2 separate regions of the Salmo salar genome follow, and region 1 is linked to region 2. Evidence: chromatin contacts called from public Hi-C data. All regions are on one chromosome and are shown on one strand. The core of a region is the stretch at or near the end of the contact, and the rest is flanking DNA. Distances in the headings are between cores, read along the strand shown. Region 1 holds the start of LOC106583494 (protein BTG2). Region 2 overlaps znf76 (zinc finger protein 76).

Region 1 (3,759 bases), core at 995-3,494, 34 kb after region 2:
TAATATGACGCCAACCAACCACCTCACAGCTTATACACAAAGGCAAACTACCCAGGGGAGAATAACAGGGAACACTTGTCAAAGTGACAGATTCACATAGGAAAAACATTCACAATAGTGATCAATATTAAAACCAACCACTTTTTGAACATGTTGAAAGTAAAGCTATTTTAGATTAAAAAGTCAAATCTTTCTCAACTAGGATCCAAGAGGATTGAAATTAGTTGACTATTTGTTGAGAGATTTAGCCAAACTCCAGTTGCTCTGAATACTCTGACTATTGCACAAAAGGAGCCAAGATATAAAGTTTGGCAGCAATATTCAACGCAAAGGGATTTGGGCAGACATTGTCATGTTAAGGTAGTATAACCTGTTAGAGGCAGCTCTTTTTCAACTAGGATGTCAGACGTTGTCTTGAGTCTTTGATTTCAGGGCACAGGTAGGTTAAAAGAGGCCCTGTAAGATTACAAACCAGCAGTACACCAAATTACACAGAAACATATTTTTAAAAAGTTCATCTTGGAAATGTATGGGTACCTGAACAAATACTTAACTCTCCAGTTATGATTGCTTTAGTATACATTTGTGAGAAGTGGCAATGGTGTGAAGTACTTTTACTATTGCACCATGAGATACTAACATCAGAATCCCAGAATCGTTTTGTTTACACTTTGAGTCCTGGCTTGATTGTAGTGTGCCAAGACCACAGGACAGAAGCACACTACATACTGAGTCTCTGTAGTGCAAAAAGAGCCAATGGGCTGGTAGTCAAACAAAATACAAAAAAAAGCTAACCCAACAGAAACACTACAACAAATACCCAGTGCTTTAAGAAAACTCACATTTAAAAAAAAAGGGGTAAATGCTGCGAAATGTAAGTAGAAAAATAATCACTGTGGGTGGTCGACGGGCTTCACACTGACGCTGTTCACGTAGCCAGTCGAGGTAATGCCTGGTTCCGCACTAACTCGAGACGGTCATCAGGTAGTTCTTCGGGGGGCTAGTGCGGCCACCGATCAGAAATTGATTCTTGCAGTTTTGTGTGGGGTCGGGGCTTGGTGCTGCTGCTGGCGCTGGGGCCGCTGCTTCATAGAGGACACATATGGAGCCATCCTCACCGATGCGGTAAGAGACCTCAAAGGGGTCCACCCAGAGGGTCAGCTCCCGGGGAAGGAGGGCGAAGAGCTGATCGCTAGTAAGTCCGATCCGACCAGCAGCCCTGCCAATAATTGGGTCCATTTCATGGTTCATTCGGATGCAGCGGTAGCCAGAGCCCTTCTGTGGTCTGTCTGGGAACCAGTGGTTCTGGTAGTGCTCTGTGAAGAGAGAATGATCAGAATGAAGGCACGAAACTAGAAGAGTCAACTTAACTTGTTGCTTTGAAAACAAAGCACCAGCTAATGAATTTGGGCCTACTACAATCAGCTCGAGACATTATGCTAAATTAAGCTAACGAGGAAGCTTGCTAACGAATTTGCTGACTTGCAAAATTATTTTAAAAATGTGTCGAATTACATGTTCGTTGTCTCCCCCCCAGCATTACCTAATAAATATATATATATATATTAGATACTTTTGCTGACTAACGTCGATCAGATTAAAAAAGTAGTTCGATTTGACTGTCAGTTGGAACAGACAAAGCCAAGACTAGCTAACGTTAGCTAGGCTACCGTTAGTCAACTAACTAGCCAAAACACTATGCAGCCATTTCCACAATAACTAGTTCGTAGCCAAACGTTTTTTTTTTATTACAGGAAAAGCCAACCAAATTACCTGATAATGACTGTTGAAGACAATCTCTGAAATCATGAAGTTGGTGTTCACTCAGGAAGCCCCTTGTTCTCAATAACCTGGAAACAAACGTCGCAGCGGCCGTTACTTCGGGTCCCATTTCACCTCTAGATGAGTATCCTTGGTTCATTTTGCCAGCAAAATTTTTATTTCAGCTCGTAGGAAATAAAAGAGTTTGACAGTAATGCAGTATGAAACCGAAGTAACGTTAGCTAGCTATAGCGGAAGTAGCTATGCGAGTCCTGGACGAATCCTTCAGCAAAAATGAATCTTCAAGTCAGAAGCAGTGATATCAAAGCAACAAGTTGGCTCTAGCCAAAGTAACAATCAGCATTATTTATCCAAAATATTTGTTCGATTGGAAGTGGCGTTTGATGTTATTTTTCGCTCAAGTGCCACTTCCAAGTTGTCTGTGCTCGCACTACAGCTTGTGGCTTCTTTTTTATCAAGGGACAGAATATGTGATGTCACTTAATTGCAAGTTTTGAGTGATTGGCATTTTAACCAATGAAATTCACAGAAAAACCATACACAGCGCTCCCCGTGCGATGTGATTGGTTCACATCGTGGAAAACCGAGGTGGGTGTAAAATGCAAATGAGGTTCCGTCCATCACCAAATATAGAAATTGACGTCTAACCCTGCTCTAAAGTATTCGTGACGACTGTGCAACAAAAAACACAAGCTACTTACCGTAAATTTCAAGCGATAAAATGTGGTTTTCTACTACATTAACAAGCGTATTCAACAACTATTGACATCGGCTCAAAGAGTTATTGTTTACAGATATACCATGTAGCCTACATCGGCGACGGCTATTTGGAAGAAAAACAGTTTTTTACCGGTTTAGCCAAACAAATGAACCTAGTATTGACAAAAATACTCATCCCATTTTACATATTTAATTTAAAGCTAGAATCCTTAGTTGCTACATACATTAGACACTTATAAATACATTATTTTGTACCAATTGATTCTTGAATAATATAACTTATAAATAAATGCATCATGAGCTTGGTTCAACTGTCGTTCCCCATCAGAACCCCAAATATATCTTTTTTACTCCCAATGTTTGTAAACAATGTAAATGTAAACAAACTGTATAGTTCCAAAACATGGTTACAACTATAACTTTGATATGGATGGTCAGTCCTTGCATCCATTGCTCTTTTGATGAATTTGAGAGTGGTTACATTTCTACAGGCCCATGCCAGATAACACAATTATTCAGGCACAACTGTGGGCTACCACATACTTCATGTTTTTCAGCTTTTGACCAAAACAGAGGAGGGGTAAATGCTTTGTAATTGTTTCAATTAAGGCCTCCAGCTTTAATCAGTGCTACTACAATTGTATATGGGGAAATAAAAGACTAGGCAGAATAAACTTTCTCGGCTGTGAGAAACAAAATGTTAAATCACAGAGTTCAGGTTTAACGTTCAAGTGTGTGTGCGTGTGTATGTGTGTGTTGTGGGTCCTCTGGCGCTACTACAGGGACATCTAGTGGTCGTAAATGAAAATAATAGTTTGCCAGTTTAACCCTCTGTTCAAATCAAATTGTATTTGTCACATGCGCAGAATACAACTTGTGTAGACTTTACCGTGAAATGCTTACTTAAGAGCTCTTCTCAACAGTAGTAACACGAGGAATAAAATACACGAGAATGGAGCTATATAAAGGGAGTACTAGGTCAATGTGCAGAGGTACGTGGTATTTGAGGTACATTTTATTTATTAATATTTTACCTTTATTTAACTAGGCAAGTCAATTAAGAACAAATTCTTATTTACAATGACGGCCTACTTGTAAAGCCCCCCTGCCAAACCCTCCCCTAACCCGGATGACGCTGGGCATGGCAGCCCTATTGGACTCTTGAGCACGGCCGGTTGTGATACAGCCTGGGATCAAACCCGGATCTGTAGTGCCTTAGACCGCTGCGCCACTCGGGAAGCCAAAAAGATACTGTAT
Region 2 (4,102 bases), core at 1,452-3,951:
TGTGTGTGTGTGTGTGTGTGTGTTGTTGTGTGTGTGTGTGTGTGTGTGTGTGTGTGTGTGTGTGTGTGTGTGTGTAGCTGGAGGAGCAGCAGACGTTGGAGGAGGCCATCAGCATGGCGACAGCTGCCATCCAGCAGGGAGGGCTGGTTCAGGATGAGGACACATGAGAGGGGAGCTGCTGAGACACACCTACCCCCCCAAACAGAGCATCTTTCCCTGGGTACGACACGGGTACCTGCTCCCCTTAGCGCCGACCAGCTCCACAGCACTCCTGGAGCCCTGTCTCCTGCCACAGACACAAAGTGAGCAGAACTCCTATCTCGGAACTCAGAACCAATCAGAGAGAGACTCCGAGAAGCCGTTGTCATGGAGACTGGCTTTAGAATGTTCAGATGTGAGCATGAGCAGATTGATCTTTCTTTGTTTGTTTTAGCCACAATACAGTAGCATACTCATCCTGCTGCTTCTGAGAAGCAGCACCTGCGCTAAAGCTAGCTCCAGTTTGATTTTACCTCTAGTCTTCATAATCATGATACAATAATGGATAAAAGCGTCTGCTTAATGGCATATCATGATACAATAATGGATAAAAGTGTCTGCTAATGGCATATGATACAATAATGGATAAAAGTGTCTGCTAATGGCATATGATACGATAATGGATAAAAGCGCCTGCAAAATGGCATATCATGACACGATAATGGATAAAAGCGTCTGCTAAATGGCATATCGTGATACAAGAACGGATAAAAGTGTCTGCTAAATGGCATATCGTGATACAAGAACGGATAAAAGTGTCTGCTAAATGGCATATCGTGATACAAGAACGGATAAAAGCGTCTGCTAAATGGCATATCGTGATACAAGAACTGATAAAAGCGTCTGCTAAATGGCATATCGTGATACAAGAACGGATAAAAGCGTCTGCTAAATGGCATATCGTGATACAAGAACGGATAAAAGCGTCTGCTAAATGGCATATCGTGATACAAGAACGGATAAAAGCGTCTGCTAAATGGCATATCGTGATACAAGAACGTCTGTTTTGGTTTTGTATTTCTCTGACTGCAGTGAGTTTTCCAGTACTGTGTACTTCTGCGTCTACTCTGAAGTTTTGGTTTGGAGAGTGCTCTTAAACAGATGGATTCTTTCAACTGAAACACTTGTGAAACGGTTCACAGAGGTAGACTGTCCGTCTGAGGAGCTAAAAGTTGGCCTTGTCTACGTCATTGAAGAAATGAACTGCAAAACTACAGAACCCAATATCAGCGGTATCAAGCTGCGTCGTGTATCTGGATCTATGCTGATGTTGCCGAGGTGTACATTTGTCAATAAATAGCTTTACCTTTGCTGTGTGTCTCACAATGCTTTTTTGGCTGATATTATTTATCTAATTATTCTTTTCACCACCAGAGGGCAGACTCACACCTAAAATACCCCTCAACCAAGAAAATGTTTTTGAGAAAGACCTGTCAGCTATGGTGTTTTCCTTCTTTCAGAAAGATTAGCTTCTTTGATTATGTTTACAGACTTAAGTCTCTCCTATGAGATGTTTTGTTCATGGCATAATGTTTATGTTTAAAAGTAATTTTTTAACAAGACAAAGACAGTAACACCATAAAACGTCACTGTACAAACAGTGCATCTTAATGTAATAATAGGTCAAGGAAACAGGAGAGACATAAGTCTTCAATGATAATTCACTCATTCATGCATGTTTTAATGAAACAATTCAAGTCATGGCTAAAGAAAAAAGGGTGGAAAAATAAACTGGGAATAAAACAAACGGGGAAGACAAAACATGAGGTCACCATTGAATCTTTGCATTCCACCACTAGCTGTCTCCACCTCTCTCATTTGTTATGTGTTGCCACTTGTTGTGCCCACCCCCTCCCTGCACCCTCCAGCCTGCCTGCCTCTCACACAAAGGGGCAGATGGCCAAGCAGCAGCCCAGCCCTCTCATCCCCAGGATCAGTGCATTCCAGCCCCGCCACACTCCAACTAGTCCCCCCTTTATCATGACTGTCGTGGTGGTGTTGGTAGTTGTTCAGGCCAAGAAAATGAACTAAACACGGAGGTATGGTGATCTGGATCTCATCGCTGTTCAGAAGGAGGAGAGCCTTTAACGACAGTGTTTTGGTCACATTCCCCTGCTCAGACTTTACATCCATCAACCAATGGTCGTATGCCACGTCATCGACTGACAGATTGCTATAACATATGTTGTGGTTATCTGATACGTAAAATATAGTACCTTTCCAGGTGTAGTTAGATCTGTAATGCGTCAGCAACGTCTGAGCAGAGGAACACACCCATAATCAACACCAGCTCCCACCAGGCAGACCACAGGACACACCAAACCCTTCCTCCTCTCCACCCTTCCTACTTCCTGCTTTGCTGCTCTGTTCTCCCTCGACAACAGCACCTGATTGGCGGGGGGCGGCTCTGACATAACGCCTCATCGGGACCAACAGCTGCAGTGAGTGAGAGAGAGAAGGTAGAGAGAGCAGAGGCAAAGGAGTTGGTGTAAAGGGAGAGTGAGAGGTGAAACAGTAAATAGAGAGATTTGAGACAGGAGAACCGAGGAGAGATACAAAGAAAGACACGTAAGAGGAGGTTAGGAGAAATATAGAGCAGAGCCAGAGAGAGGAGCTTTGGACAACCTACTCTATTGTGGTCCTCCCAGCTCTCCGTGCTCCCTCGCTTCCTGTAGTTCTTGTGTTTACTGACACGTGTTAGAGCGGCCTTGGCTGCATCCTGTCTCTGAGAGGAGAATGAGGAGAATAGGGCTTACGCCTAGTACACACACACACACATCTCAAGACCTAGCACCAAAACGCACTCAAATCTCACACACTTTCCCACACACAAACTCCCTGAAGTCAAACACTCAGCGAACCCCCCTTATAGCCTATAATCACCTCCTTCAGCTAAGTGATGCCAGACTAGTGTTTCAGAAATAGTGCGTTGGGACTGGTGGGTTGGGGAGGATTCCCTTCAGATTACAATTTCAGGATACTTTCAGACTACTTGCTGACTAAACATTGGTTTTGTTGGCTTGGTGGCCTAAAAGCATTAGGTGGGTCTCAAACAACAAAAAAACGTTTTTGATTGGGTTGGTTGAAGTCATAAGACCTGTTATCTGCTTGTGGCTGATAGGGTGGCTGGCTCTAGCCATAACTAAAACAACAGACCTCACCAGTGGTATAATCAGCTGTCATCTTGGTTTACTAATCTGATGAACAAAGAGACATTCACAGGAGCTGGCTTCCTGCCAGAGGTGTACAGTGCAACCTGGGTAGGAGGTCAAGGAGTGACCTAGGCTCCTCCCTCTGTTAACCAGATCTGAGTGAAATGAATCTGTGTGTTGGAATGATGTGCTGACACACACAAACACGTGGAAGATCTCTCATTTACTCATACACAAGGGTAACCGATGTGAAATGGCTAGTTAGTTAGTGGTGGTGCGCGCTAATAGTGGTTCAATCGGGTGACGTCACTCGCTCTGAGACCTGAATTAGTTGTTCCCCTTGCTCTGCAAGGGCCGCGGCTTTTGTGGCGCGATGGGTAACGATGTTTCGTGGGTGTCAGTTGTTGATATGTGCAGAGGGTTCCTGGTTCAAGTCCAGGTTGGGGCGAGGAGAGGCACGGAAGCTATACTGTTACATGCTGACACACACAATTCATTTTAGAAAAGGCTTATTCATTAATCCTGTATTCTTATATACACCTGTACATTTAGCTTATTCACACACTGGAAAAGAACATCTAGCCGCTCGAGAACACCCTTTCCTGCCGATCTATAAATTATGTCTCCGCAATCTAGCATGGGTAGGATGGTCATCTGAATCACGGTTAGTTTGGCAGCTGGGGTGAACCTTCACCCCAGTCTGAGATCCTGAGCAGGTTTTCATCAAGGATTTCTGTACTTTGCTCCATTCATCTTTGCCTCGATCCTGACTAGTCTCCCAGTCCCTGCCGCTGAAAAACATCCCCTCAGCATGATGCTGTCACCACCATGCTTCACCGAAGGGATGGTGCCAGGTTTCCTCCAGACGTGACACTTGGCATTCAGGCCAAAGAGTTCAATCTTTGTTTCAT

Evidence for each region. A called contact is a pair of places that touch in the nucleus more often than the background predicts.
Region 1: a contact with region 2 is called in a Hi-C map of muscle, with 9 times the contacts expected there. The contact joins the promoter of LOC106583494 here to the enhancer-like site in region 2. A contact is called at or near these places in 3 of 3 Hi-C or Micro-C datasets (blood, gill and muscle).

What each region holds. Positions count from the first base shown.
Region 1 is chrssa22:41,299,466-41,303,224 of Ssal_v3.1, forward strand. LOC106583494 (protein BTG2) reads right to left here and starts at 2,245. Exons shown (of 2, transcript XM_014167737.2): 1 at 1,774-2,245; 2 at 1-1,316. The coding sequence starts at 1,921. The coding sequence ends at 964.
Region 2 is chrssa22:41,265,125-41,269,226 of Ssal_v3.1, forward strand. It overlaps znf76 (zinc finger protein 76), which reads left to right. Exons shown (of 13, transcript XM_045705511.1): 13 at 78-1,349. The coding sequence ends at 167. Among protein-coding and RNA genes, the nearest start is that of znf76, 27 kb to the left of the region's middle. Within about 2 kb of position 2,702, at least 12 of the 13 cell types and tissues checked have an H3K27ac peak or open chromatin away from gene starts, as enhancers often do. A contact at or near this core is called in gill and muscle, where this site is marked.